2 separate regions of the Sus scrofa genome follow, and region 1 is linked to region 2. A link is a contact called in public Hi-C data. All regions are on one chromosome and are shown on one strand. Each heading gives the region's core, a stretch centred on a gene start, on an enhancer-like site or on the middle of the called end of the contact. The rest is flanking DNA. Distances are from core to core; before and after follow the strand shown.

What was found. Hi-C and Micro-C count contacts between places; a contact is called where the count stands out from the background.
Region 1: a Hi-C map of liver shows a contact between it and region 2, with 6 times the contacts expected there. The contact joins two enhancer-like sites. A contact is called at or near these places in 2 of 47 Hi-C or Micro-C datasets (embryonic fibroblasts and liver).

What each region holds. Positions count from the first base shown.
Region 1 is chr11:67,302,930-67,308,949 of Sscrofa11.1, reverse strand. The region is part of intron 2 of FARP1 (FERM, RhoGEF and pleckstrin domain-containing protein 1); the gene reads right to left. Among named protein-coding and RNA genes, the nearest start is that of FARP1, 160 kb to the right of the region's middle. Within about 2 kb of position 2,584, at least 1 of the 83 cell types and tissues checked has an H3K27ac peak or open chromatin away from gene starts, as enhancers often do. A contact at or near this core is called in liver, where this site is marked.
Region 2 is chr11:67,173,379-67,179,924 of Sscrofa11.1, reverse strand. The region is part of intron 1 of FARP1 (FERM, RhoGEF and pleckstrin domain-containing protein 1); the gene reads right to left. Among named protein-coding and RNA genes, the nearest start is that of FARP1, 32 kb to the right of the region's middle. Within about 2 kb of position 2,199, at least 23 of the 83 cell types and tissues checked have an H3K27ac peak or open chromatin away from gene starts, as enhancers often do. A contact at or near this core is called in liver, where this site is marked.

The DNA of each region.
Region 1 (6,020 bases), core at 1,335-3,834, 130 kb before region 2:
ATGCCACAGCCGGTGACCCGAGCCACAGCAACGACAACCCTGGATCTTTGACCTGCTAAGCCACTGGGGAACTCCTAAAGTTACTCTTTAAAACAAAGCTACATGGAGTTCTTTGGTGGAGCAGCAGGTTAAGGATCCGGCATTGTCACGGCAGCGGCTTGGGTTGGGGCTACGGCGAGGGTTTGATCTGTGCCAAGGAATTTCCATATCCGACAGGTGAGGCCAAAACAGACAAACAAAAAACAAAGCAATGTGATGATCTACCTCACCATCACCAGCTGAGCTGCTGGTTCCCACACAGCTCTTGCCAGTAATACTTTCCTCCCACTGCCCCAATCTACAAAGTTTCTGACTTGTAGCTGATATCCACCCCACCTTCAAATGTCAGCTCATAACCTCCACAAGAGAGGATCTATGCATATGAACTTTAAAGTTCCGGAGTTCCCATCGTGGCGCAGTGGTTAACGAATCCGACTAGGAACCATGAGGTTGCGGGTTCGATCCCTGGCCTTGCTCAGTGGGTTAAGGATCCGGCGTTGCCGTGAGCTGTGGTGTAGGTTGCAGACGCGGCTCGGATCCCGCGTTGCTGTGGCTCTGGCGTAGGCTGGTGGCTACAGCTCTGACTGAACCCCTAGCCTGGGAACCTCCATATGCCGCGGGAGCAGCCCAAGAAATGGCAAAAAGACAAAAACAAAACAAAACAAAACAACTTTAAAGTTCCACTAAGATAGATGCAAACTGCTGCCTTTGGACTGGATGAGCAAGGAGATCCTGCTGTGTAGCACTGGGAACTGTATCTAGTCACTTACGATGGAGCCTGATAATGTGAGAAAAAGAATGTATATATGTATGTGTGACTAGGTCACCTTGCTGTGCAGTAGAAAACTGACAGAACACTCTAAGCCAACTACAAGGGGAAAAAATAAAAATCATTTAAAAATAAATAAAGTCCCATTCGGAAGGGTAATTTAAGGAGTTCCTGCTGCGGCAAAGTGGGTTACGAGGCTGGGGTTGCTGCAGCTGCGGTGTAGGCTGCAGATCCCTGGACAGGGAACTTCTTTCATATGCCAGGGGGGAGCCGGAGGGAAAAAAAAAAAAAAAAGAGTCATTTAAAATGTTTTTAGCTTCAGGGTTCTCGGTATGATGTATCTGGGCGGCCTTCCGGTCACTGCAACTAGATACGCAACTAGAAGGTTCGGGGAACGACAGTGGTGTTTGCTTTCTCCTGAATCCAGAAACACTGGTCCTCAGATTAACTCTGGTCTACAGCTACGATCCATGAGGATTCAGGTTCAATCCCCGGGCTGACTCAGGGGGTTAAGGATCCGGCGTTGCCATGAGCTGTGGTGTAGGTCACAGACGTGGCTGGATCTCTCGTTGCTGTGGCTGTGGTGTAGGCTGGTGGCCACAGTTCCGATTCCACCTGTGTTGCCTGCACCATCATGAGAGAAGGAAGGATGCTAAATCACCACCCGTAATTCTAGTCTTCAGAAACCGTCCCTTTACACCTGGTTCTATTACCACCTTCCACAGCTTTCTGTATTTGTGTGCATTTATGTGTGGCTTCTATGCACACGGGACCAGTGACTGTGTCCTCACTGCTAACCCCTCAGTCCACACATCACTCTCACAACAGATGCCTATTTTGGTTTTTCTGGCCGAGGCTGTGGCATGCAGAAGTTCCTGGGGCAGGGATCAAACCCGCACGACAGCAGCGACCGGAGCCGCAGCAGTAACAACCCTGGGTCTTAACCCGCCGTGCCACAAGAGAATGCCAACGGATGCACATTCTGATCCAGGAGCAATCACAACACCCTCTTTCCATTTCTGGGCGATGGGTCACGGGGAAGCCTGTGGCTGGGTGACCGCCTCTTCTCGCAGTGATAAATCCGCCTAACATTTCACCAAAAGCGGATCACTGAAGAGGGGACTGACCAGCAGAGATGAGAGTGGAGCAAAGAAAGGAAAAGAAAACACAAAGCCAGACATGGAGGGAACATCGACGATGTGAAGGAAACAGCTGGACCACCAAAAGGCTGACACTGACACTGCTGCCGTGTAAGCGCTTCCAAAGACGCAGCCGGCCAGACCTAGCGAAGGCGAGTTTAGGGACACGCGGGAGGAAAGGGGTCATGACGAGAAGGAGGAAGATGTCCTGCAAAGTGAGGCTGCGGAAAAGCTTCTCATGAAAGAAACTCTCAGAGATACTTCAGGACACTGAAAGCGCAAAGGATACGATGTTGGAAGCTGATCCGAACGGGAAGAGAGGCAGGTGGCAACGGACCAGGGCAGAGCCAAGACGGTCCCTCAAGTGTCCTGAATTCTAGGACAGGGGGGAGGCACGCGCTGTTCACACCACTCTTATTACATTGAAAAATGCTCCGTGTTTCTCATGTTTTAAATTACGGTGTATAAAAATACCATATGACATCACCTATATGCAGAATCTAAAATATGACACAGGAGTTCTCCCGTGGAGCAGGGGGTTAAGGATCCAGTGTTGTCCCTGCAGCAGCTCAGGCCTGCTGCTATGGCGTGAGTTCCATCCCTGGCCTCCAAACGTTCACATGCCACAGCTGTGGCCAAGAAACAAATCAATAACTTAATTTGGGCACAAATGAACCTATCTACAAAACAGAAACAGACCCAGGGACACAGAGAACAGACTTGTGGTTGCCAAGGTGGGAGAGAGGGATGGACGGGGAGTTTGGGATTAGTAGATGCAAACTATTACATTTAGATGGGTAAGCAATGGGGTCCTGCTGCACAACACAGGGAACTCTATCCAGCTCCTGGGATAGATGCTGATGGAAAAGAATATTCAAGAATGGATAGATAGGTAGATAATTGAGTCATTCTGCTGTACAGCAGAAATTGGTACAACATGGTGAATCCACTATAATAAAAATATTTTTAAATATATTACAGTGTACTAAATAAAGTCAAGTTTTACTATCTTCTTCATTTCCCATACACTTATAACTAACAGCAAAGAGAGTTTTTAATGTTTTGGGGAGAAGGTTTAAAGGTCATAGAACAACTGCAAGGTTCCATTCAGGCTCTGCCACCAGCTGTGCGACTCTGGCTAAGTTAACCCATCGAAGCCCACATTTCCTCCTCTGTGAAATGGAGACAAACCTACTTCCATACACGCTCTGGGGAAGATGAGAGGGGATATGTTTATATGTTTAAAGCAACGGGCACTCCGCCTGGCACGTGCCAAGTGCCCACCTGGCAGCCAGTCCTAGGATGAAATGTCCCTTAATCAACACATGTCATCTACAACATTAGTAAATGAAGAAAGGGCACACATTTAACATTTTTTACTAGGAAAAACAGGCACACGTTTAAAATTTTTTACTGAACACCTTCCTTCTCTTACTTTTTATTAGCAAGCTTTTCCTTCTCTCTTGCAAAAAATTTTATGGTCATGCCATAGAGTTGACTACTTGACATAACTCAAGCAGGCTGGCCAGAGAGGAGAGGCTTAATGAAGCTGAGGCAAAAATAGAGTATGTTTCTTTGTGGCTCATGCTCTTTTATTTTTGAAGGTTAAATTGAAAGATACGAATGTTCCAGCTGGCTGACTAGGCAGCAAATAGGTTGAGCTGTGATGCATGAATTCATGGCCTGCTGAGGTCACGATTTTGTAGTACTTAGGTGAGGGGCCAGGAGGGGTGTGAACACAAACGCAGGCCTTTCAGAGCATCGGTGTCACAAACCATGTCTTAGGCCACCCGTTGAGTGTCTGAAGGAGCTATCGTCAAAATCATGGCACCTGCAGGCTGAAAAGAAGTCTGCACAAAACCTGTTCCAAACCCATCACGCAGGCTGCTCTCCTGTTTCTATGTCTCTGAACTCCAACCCTTTGCTACCCACAGCCCTTATCCCCACCAGCCTGGACCTATCTCAAGGCAGAAAGTGGATTATCTTTCTGGACCCATCACCTAGCCAAGCACATGTTTGTTGACTGACTGACTGAATGAACCAAGTCACATGTCACTTTAAAAAAGCCTGTCACCATTTGAAGATAGTTATCTTATCCATCTGGTTCTTAGATAAAAATCATATTTGGGGGAAAAAAAAAAAAAACCACACAAAAACTCCTAGTGAATATGGATAAAAACACAAGCCTTCAAGTAAGCAGTAAGAAAGTCCTCTCCCACTACCCATCATGTTGTTGGCTTCCACCGTCAAGTCTGGCAGAGCAAGAGAAGTTTCTGGAAGGGGGCTCGGGGCCCTCTAGCAGCAAAGGGAGACAAACGCATCAACGTGGGGAGGGGGATGGCAGCTTGCACTTGTTTTCACAGGAGCTGAATTGACTCAGCAGGCTTGCTAATCATCACGCCATTTCCCCAAATAAACACAGGAGTACCGTTAGATATAGAAATTCTATAACCCTGGAAGAAAAGGAGACCCGCAATTAAACTCAGACCGCCATTATGGCCAAATAATGAGGCAACTTTGATGAGTGGAACTTTCTAATTAAAGGGGCAAACATGACCTCATGACCTTTGAGGTCTTTCAGTCTACCCGTCGAACACACTCTCAGGTCTTTGAATTTCTTCATCGTCTGTTATTCTTCACCACGTCTGTCTGCCAGCTCCTGACTTTTAATGTCCTTGCCAGTGCTGAGATCCTGTAATATTTCACTCCTCCTAGACATACAGATGTTACTCGTTTGGACTAAATTCAAATATCCAAATCAGTGAGATGTTTCTGTGTATATGGATGGATGGATGGCCTGTACACATAAACTATGAGTTCTTTGATTAAGATGAAATCAGGATTATATGAGGTCTACTTGCTGAAGCTGAGGGAGCAGGGTCAGATTAGGACTTGGCTTAAAAGTTCCAACTGCTGGAGTTCCCATCATGGCACAGTGGAAACAAATCCGACGAGGGACCATAAGGTTGCAGGGTTCGATTCCTGGCCTCGCTCAGTGGGTTAAGGATCCGGCATGGCCGTGAGCTGTGGTGTAGGTCGCAGATGCGACTCAGATCTGGAGTGGCTGTGGCTGTGGCAGGCAGCTGTAGCTGTGATTAGACCCCTAGCCTGGGAACCTACCATATGCTGTGAGCGCAGCCCTTAAAAAAAAAAAAAAAAAAGTTCCAACTGTGAGAGTATCATTCATACACGTTTCCCAAAGTTGGAATTAATGTCATGGGGACCAAGCCCATTCTATAGACATCTTTTTGTTGGTACTCAACACAAGCCCCCAAACAAAACCCAATCAAAGTAGAAATGTAACAGTACATCATTTACATTCTATAAAATTCAACCATTCTAAGTATTCCCTTAAATATTCCCTTCAGCCAGGCTGCAGTCGGTTCCCCGCTCCCTGCCCCAGACAACCATCCACCTTCTGCCTTTAGAAACTCACTTCAACACATAGTCATTTGGACCTGGCTTTCTTCACTTAGCATAATGCTTTTTGAGGTTTATATATGCTGAGAATACCCGACCTAGGCAAATTTTATTGCATTTCCCTTTATAGTCAAGAGCCTGCTACCCAGACAGCAAGTCCAAGGGAAATAAAAGGAACGCCACTGGGCCAACTGGTCACCCCCAGACTTGGAGCAGATACCACACAGGCACCCCAGCTCGTTTTGGTGCCCGTGGCTCCCCACACCGAGACTCTGATGCTTCCTCTCTCACTTACCCACATGGGCTCATCCTTTGCCTTACTCTCCACCACCTTGATTTCAAAGCACCCTCAGCTGCAGGTCAGACTCCTCGTGCTTCCAGCCCAGGTCAATACCAACCAGGCCACCTGACCTCCTCATTCTCTCGAGAGGACAGATCGATCTCATCATTGAGAACTAACTGGTAGATTTTTGCCCTGAGATCTTGGAGAGGGTCTTCCTTACTTTTCATCTTATCTTTTCTCCACGAGTCCGGGGAACGGGGAGATCGGATGGTGCTTGCCTGACCATGCCCCTCGAGGATGAGGTTTGGCAAACCAGATCTGCCTGTGGTCAGGGAGGAGTGGCTTGGGGAAAGCAAAAAGGACAGTCTTT
Region 2 (6,546 bases), core at 950-3,449:
AACAGACTGGTGGTTGCCAAGGGGGAGGGAGGAGGGAGTGGGATGGCTGGGAGTTTGGGGTTAATAGATGCAAACTAATACGTTTAGAATGGATAAGCAGCAACGAGGTCTTACTGTACAGCACAGGGAACTCGATCCAATCTCCTGAGAAAGACCATGTTGGAACAGAATATTAAAAAAAGAGCATATATAACTAGCTCACTTTGCTGTATAGCAGAAATTGTCACAACAGGGTAAATCAACTACACTTTAATTTTTAAAAAACGTTTTAAAAAAAGGAAATTCATCTGAGAGTAAGGAACAGGTCAAAAGCGAGAAAAGTATGGGAAAGAAACTTGTCAGTTCATCCTTATGTTTTAAAATGGGAAAGATCTGAATGTGTTTATAGATGCGGAGAAGCCAGTTGAAGAATCTGCCTCTACGGGGGAGATTTCCATTGCTTCCTTAAGATGGCAGCTTACTCCTCTCTCCCAAGACAAACACAAGCGGGCCTACGCTGAGTTCTTGACAAGGATCTCAGGTATTATGTAAATTTTCATAGGGACATAGCTCAGATCTCAACTTTGGCTGTGAATTCCTGGAAGGGGGAAACTCTTGTCCATTTGGTTTTTTTTTTTTTTTAAGTTGGCCTTGATTTTTCATTCTGTTCAGTAGAAGAGAGTAACAAAGGCATCTTTCCTGGGTGGTTTAAAACTCTGGAGAACAGCTTCTCAAACTAATGTGCATACCTAACACCTGGAGACTTTGCTAAATGCAGATTCTGCTTTAGCAGGTCTGGGTCAGGGCCTGAGAGTCTGCATTCCAAGGAAGCTCCCAGATGAAGCCTTGGAAACCAAGGCGTAAACTTCCTGTTTTTGAATGGCCAACAGAACAGGTCCCTCAGTAAGGGCTGGTGCATTAGCAAAAAGTAATGACTTCAAGCTGCCAAGGGGTCTGCTCTTAAAACACTTGCTACCGTGAGATCTTCAGAAACACCCTCAACCTGACTTTAACCTTGAGCCACACCCACTCAGCCCCAATGGCCCAGGTTCCAGTCAGGGCAGCAGTGGTTGAGGGCACAGATGAGTAGACACCCTGGGTTCAAATCATGGTTCTACCGATCATCAGCTGTGTGACGCTGGGCATGTTGCTTGACTTCTCTGTGCCTCAGTTTCTTTGTATGTAATAGTATCTCCTCAGTACTGGTTTGCTTGTTAGCTTGTTTGGTTTTGGCCACTCCCATAGGATGTGGAAGTTCCCTGGGCCAGGAATCAAACCCACACTACCGCCACGGCAGCAACCCAAGCCACTACAGTGACAACACTAGCTGCTTAACCCACTACACCACAAGGGAACTCCTCCACAATACTGTTTTAGGAAAACAAATTAACTTTGAACATGCTTAGAAGCATGCCTGACATATAGTATGCACTCTAAAAGTACTGCTTATTATTACTCAGGGCGGGAAAGTGGCAACTGGACAGGAAGGAGACAAGGCAGAGAGTTCAAGTGCCCCATAAAAGTCCCCATAAGTCCTTCTGCAGAGCTTTCTCTAGGAACTGTCTTGGCCAAAGCTAACAACACAATGCTTCTGTAAGATGACTCACTAGCCACCCGCAACTAACCCCCCCACCCACCCCACCTAACCCCCCCAAATCCCTCAGTTTCTGTCACTTTGTCAAAGGGTTATTTTATGCACTTTCAAGACTTTCAAAAACATCTGGAACCTGCACAAAAGAAGACATATGAAACTTTAGGGGAGCAATAAGCAGAAATTCTAAGCTGCTGCTCCAGGGTTTTCCTTGCAGCTCACTGGAGTTTCTGTCAAAACACTCCACGTATATTTTAGAATTCCTGAGGCATGCAAGAGTCATGCGCCTTTGAGAACATTCCAGATAAACACTAAAAACATCCATACATTTATATGTAAATATTTAAATATATATCTTCATCTCACTTTAACAGAATAAGTCTTGTGACTGATAATCTGCAAAACTGCAGCAGAAAGGCAATCACTACAAAACGCTGCTAAATTTGGTCACTTGGTTGACCAGTGTACGAATGGTAAACAAAAGTTGATAACATTTTGGTCCATTTCCTTCCTGTCTTTATTTTGTGTATTTTTAATATGTGAAATAAACCTTCTGGAACTGGAGAGAAGCAAGCCCGGTCTTCAGTGGAATGCACACAGCCACTGGCGGCTAAGCCCTTCCCATCACCACACTCTGAGATCACAGCTCTGGCAGCTCCCTGGCTTCCGATTCAATAACTGCAAATAGTGTTGGCACCAACTCTGTCACAGCACACGGGGGCGGGGGGGGGGGGGGGAGTGACCAGAGCTGGGCAGCGACTGGGGTCAATGACCCTTTAGTCTCTCTGGATGCGAGGGGGGAGGGGGTCTCTTTCACGACTCTTGCATCACACCACATCCTAATCCCTTAGTGAAAAGAACAGATCTGCCAGGATTGCAGCTAAACAACTAACCCTATTTCTTTTTCATTCACTTAAAGGCACACGGAATGAATGGTCAATGGAGCCTTCTGATCACACCCAGGTGAGAAAGTTCTGGCCAAATTTGTTGGCATAAATAAAATAGTTGATGCCTGCCTTAATTTGCAGGGATGCACTGAAGTGCCCCCGCCCCCCGCCCCCCCTCCCAGCCCCCATCACCGTGGGATTCAGGTTACAGGCTTCCTGAAATCCTGCAACTAGCTCACAGGCCTGGGTTCCCGGGTTGCAAACCCCTTAGGAGTCCCAAGACTCCAGGCTGAGAGGTGAAATCCTAGAATGAATGAAAATCGAAAACAGAGGAAATTTCACCCAGGTGGCTGGATATCCCAAAATATACAAAATTCCTTCTAAGGCATTTTCCCAAGTCCCACCTGCAATGTAAGCCCAACCACGGAACAGTTTGCCATTGGCTTTTTTATTTATGCCAACGGCCCATAAAAATTCCTCTCCTGCTTTGCAAGGACAGAACTCTCAGGAACAAATGACCTAATCTCACAGGAGATTTCCTGGCTTACAGCTACGTGGAAGACAAAAACGCAATGAAATGGTGCTGAATCTGAATAGGACTGTAAACCAAACCAACTGAGCGCAGTCGGTTTACTTTTGGGGATGGGTGTCCCGAGGTCCCTGGAGCTAAAAACCTGAGCCTGACAGCCATCCTTCACTGCTTTTATCGATGAAGCAACCAAAACACGTATGTCCCAGCTTCTCTGCTGCACACTTTTCAACGTGTGATTCTGCAGCATCCTGCATGCATCTTCCTGGCACCATTTGTCCACCGGCCTCCACCAATGGGCTGTTGCCAGCACCACACAATAGAAGGGGGTGTGTTGTCTCTCCCCCAGCTTGCAGAAATGTGCTACATTAGCCCATCCCCTCACTGGGCTCTAAACCCTCCGCGCTCTCTGATTTTGCACAAATGTTCAAGGAGAAAGATTTTCTTTTTTTTTTGCTTTCAACGAATGTCAAGGGCCTGGCAAAATACTGTACAAAGACATGCACAAGTCAGCACTGTGTCCAAAAGCTCACTTCCTCCTCTCTCCAGCTTCTCGGTGTTCCCAAAAAAAATAGGCATGGGAACAATCCCGCTTGCCCAAGGTCTAAAATAAACTAGGAGATGCACAGGTCATTTTTCTCCATTCCTTTATGCTGAACTTGAAGGAGCTGGGTGAGCACATTAAGGGCGCCAGGCTGGGGGTGGGGCTCGGGGGGCGGGGGAGGAAGGTTCTTTTGGCTTCTACCCCTGGGGAGGTGAGGTCATGGGGAAATGCCGAGGGGGTCACGTAACTGCTCGGAAGGAGGCTGAGACCAGTCCCATCCCCCACGCCCACCCCATGACACCCTATTTTCAGAGCCCTGTGGATTCTGCCAGGTTCTTCGTCCTTCCCATCACTTCCTCCCCGGGGCCACCAAGGACTCTGTCCGGGGCCACTAAGGACTCCGTCTGCAGCCCAAATTAAATCCGGAGCTGGATTCTTACTCAGAAAGGTCTCACTCCTGGCTCATCAGAACTAGGATTCTCAGAGTTCCCGTGGAGGCGCAGTGGTTAATGAATCCGACTAGGAACCATGAGGTTGCGGGTTCGATCCCTGCCCTCGCTCAGTGGGTTAAGGATCTGGCGTTGCTGTGAACTGTGGTGTAGGTTGCAGAGGCGGCTTGGATCCTGCGTTGTTGTGACTCTGGTGTAGGCCGGAGGCTACAGCTCCGATTGGACCCCTAGCCTGGGAACCTCCATATGCTGCAGGAGCGGCTCTAGAAAAGGCAAAAAGACAAAAAAAAAAAAAGAGAGAGAGAACTAGGATTCTCATATTCTTGCATGTCCCAGGCAGGTGACATCTGTTTCATCCCGGAGAGAATTGCTAACCTAATGTAACCCTGGCAAACACAGAGAAAGCAAAGACACCTGTGGTCAAGAGATTTTTTTTTTTTTTTAATACAACCAAAAACAAATCTTTTCGACAGACTGTATCTGATTTTCTGTGTGACAGTGAGAAGAATGAGACAGAAAGATAGGGAGAACCATGCCACTACCTGCAGAAGCCCTAGAATATTCCAACAGCAAACCTGGCTGATCACAAATCACAGACATTCTCTTAAGAGTGATCCACAAATATCGAGCCGAAGCTGCAACTCGAGAAAATGAAACATCTGCAACTGGGGGAACAATTTAGGTCCTGATGTTATCACTTCCATGGTAAAAAAAAATTTTAATCATTGTATATTACACCTTGGAGAAACAAAATAAACTTTGAGTTGAACATGACAGGCAAACCATATGCCTTCATCACCCTCCCACCAAAAATCCTACCCGAAGGACAGTCACTGAATCTTCTTTTTTTTGGTCTTCTTAGGGCTGTACCCACAGCATATTGAAGTTCCCAGGCTAGAGGTCAAATCAGAGCTGCAGCTGCCGGCCCACACCACAGCCACAGCAACTCTGGGATCCCAGCCACACCTGCAACCCACACCACAGCTCGAGGCAATGCCAGATCCTTCACCCACTGAGCAAGGCCAGAATCGGACCCACATCCTCATGGATCCTAGTTGGGTACTTAACCGACTGAGCCACAACAGGAATTCCTAAATCTTTTTAAAAGGACAAAAAAATACAGCAGCAGAGACAAGAGCAGACAAAACACTCCACTGACACTTGGAGGAAGGAAAGCAGCGACGTAACTGGGGATTTAGATGCTAAGTGATGTTCAGAGGGGTTCCAACAAGTAGGCGTGTTCTTCGCCCTCCAAGTCCCTGCGAGGCGCCCACTGAAGGGAAGGGTGAGAGGCAGGGTGGAACAGAGGGTGCGGGTCTGAGAGCATGGACCTTGGGGTCCGCTCTCCCATCTGCCTCAAACCCCCACCAAGAGGTTTCTTGCCAAAGCAACTGAGTCAGAAAGGTGAGAAATGACAGCAGGCACAATGAGAAACAGTGATTGTGATTCAGAGCTGAAAACTCAGCAAGAGGTGGTGGGAACTTAGAGAAAGTCTGCATTCTACCCCATGGGACTCATGCTCCCTCCCCTTCCACCATCCTGCCTCCAGAATACTCAGAGCTCACCCCAGGCTTAGCCCAGGCAAGGCTGGTGGGACTTTCCTCTGGAGACTCTGAATGAACACAAAGACTAACACTGGAGGGTTTCCTCTGATGAGAAAACCAGTTGCTACTTCATCACGTTAAAGAAAAATCAATAATCGACAAGTATGCCCACGTGCACAGCATTTCAGACCTGATTTTCTGGACTTTTCCTCTTAATACTTGGCTCTTCGTAACAGCCAAGGGCGAGCAAACATGTAAGGAAAGGGACCACAGTACAAAGAAAGGAACAAGCCTTGTGAAAACATACAGATGTTACAGGGAGCAGAGGAAAATTATTTTAAATCGAGAATTTTACTATCCCCAGAGAGGGTATCATGTCCTAAAATATAGGGAGAGAAATTACGGGAAAAGGCGAAACAGCTCTCAGAAATTATCAATATGGATAACAGACATTTTGTTTCTATAGTTAGCTGAAAGGTTAATTTGAGGAAATTCCATAGAAAGTATAACAAAAAATAGATACATGGAAGTTTTAAAAGATAATCAGGGAAACTTCTAAAAGGCCTAATCCTCAAATAGTAGGAATTACAGAGAGAGAGAATTAAGAGAAATTATTTTTTTTTTAATTCAAGAAATGTCCCAGACTGACAGACAAGGGTCTCCAGACTAAAAAGAAAAAACAAATGCCCAGCATAAATAATTTCAATAGAACCCACTGAGAGGAGTTCCCGTCGGGGCGCAGTGGTTAATGAACCCGACTAGGAAACATGAGGTGGCGGGCTCAATCCCTGGCCTTGCTCAGTGGGTTAAGGATCCAGCATTGCCGTGAGCTGTGGTGTAAGTTGCAGGTGCGCCTTGGATCCCACATTGCTGTGGCTCTGGTGCCGGCCGGTGGCTACAGCTCCGATTGGACCCCTAGCCTGGGAACCTCCATATGCCGCAGGTGTGGCCCAAAAAGACAAAAAAAAAAGAACCCACTGAGATATATGACAAAAAATGTGAAAGTTCAAAACATGAACAGTT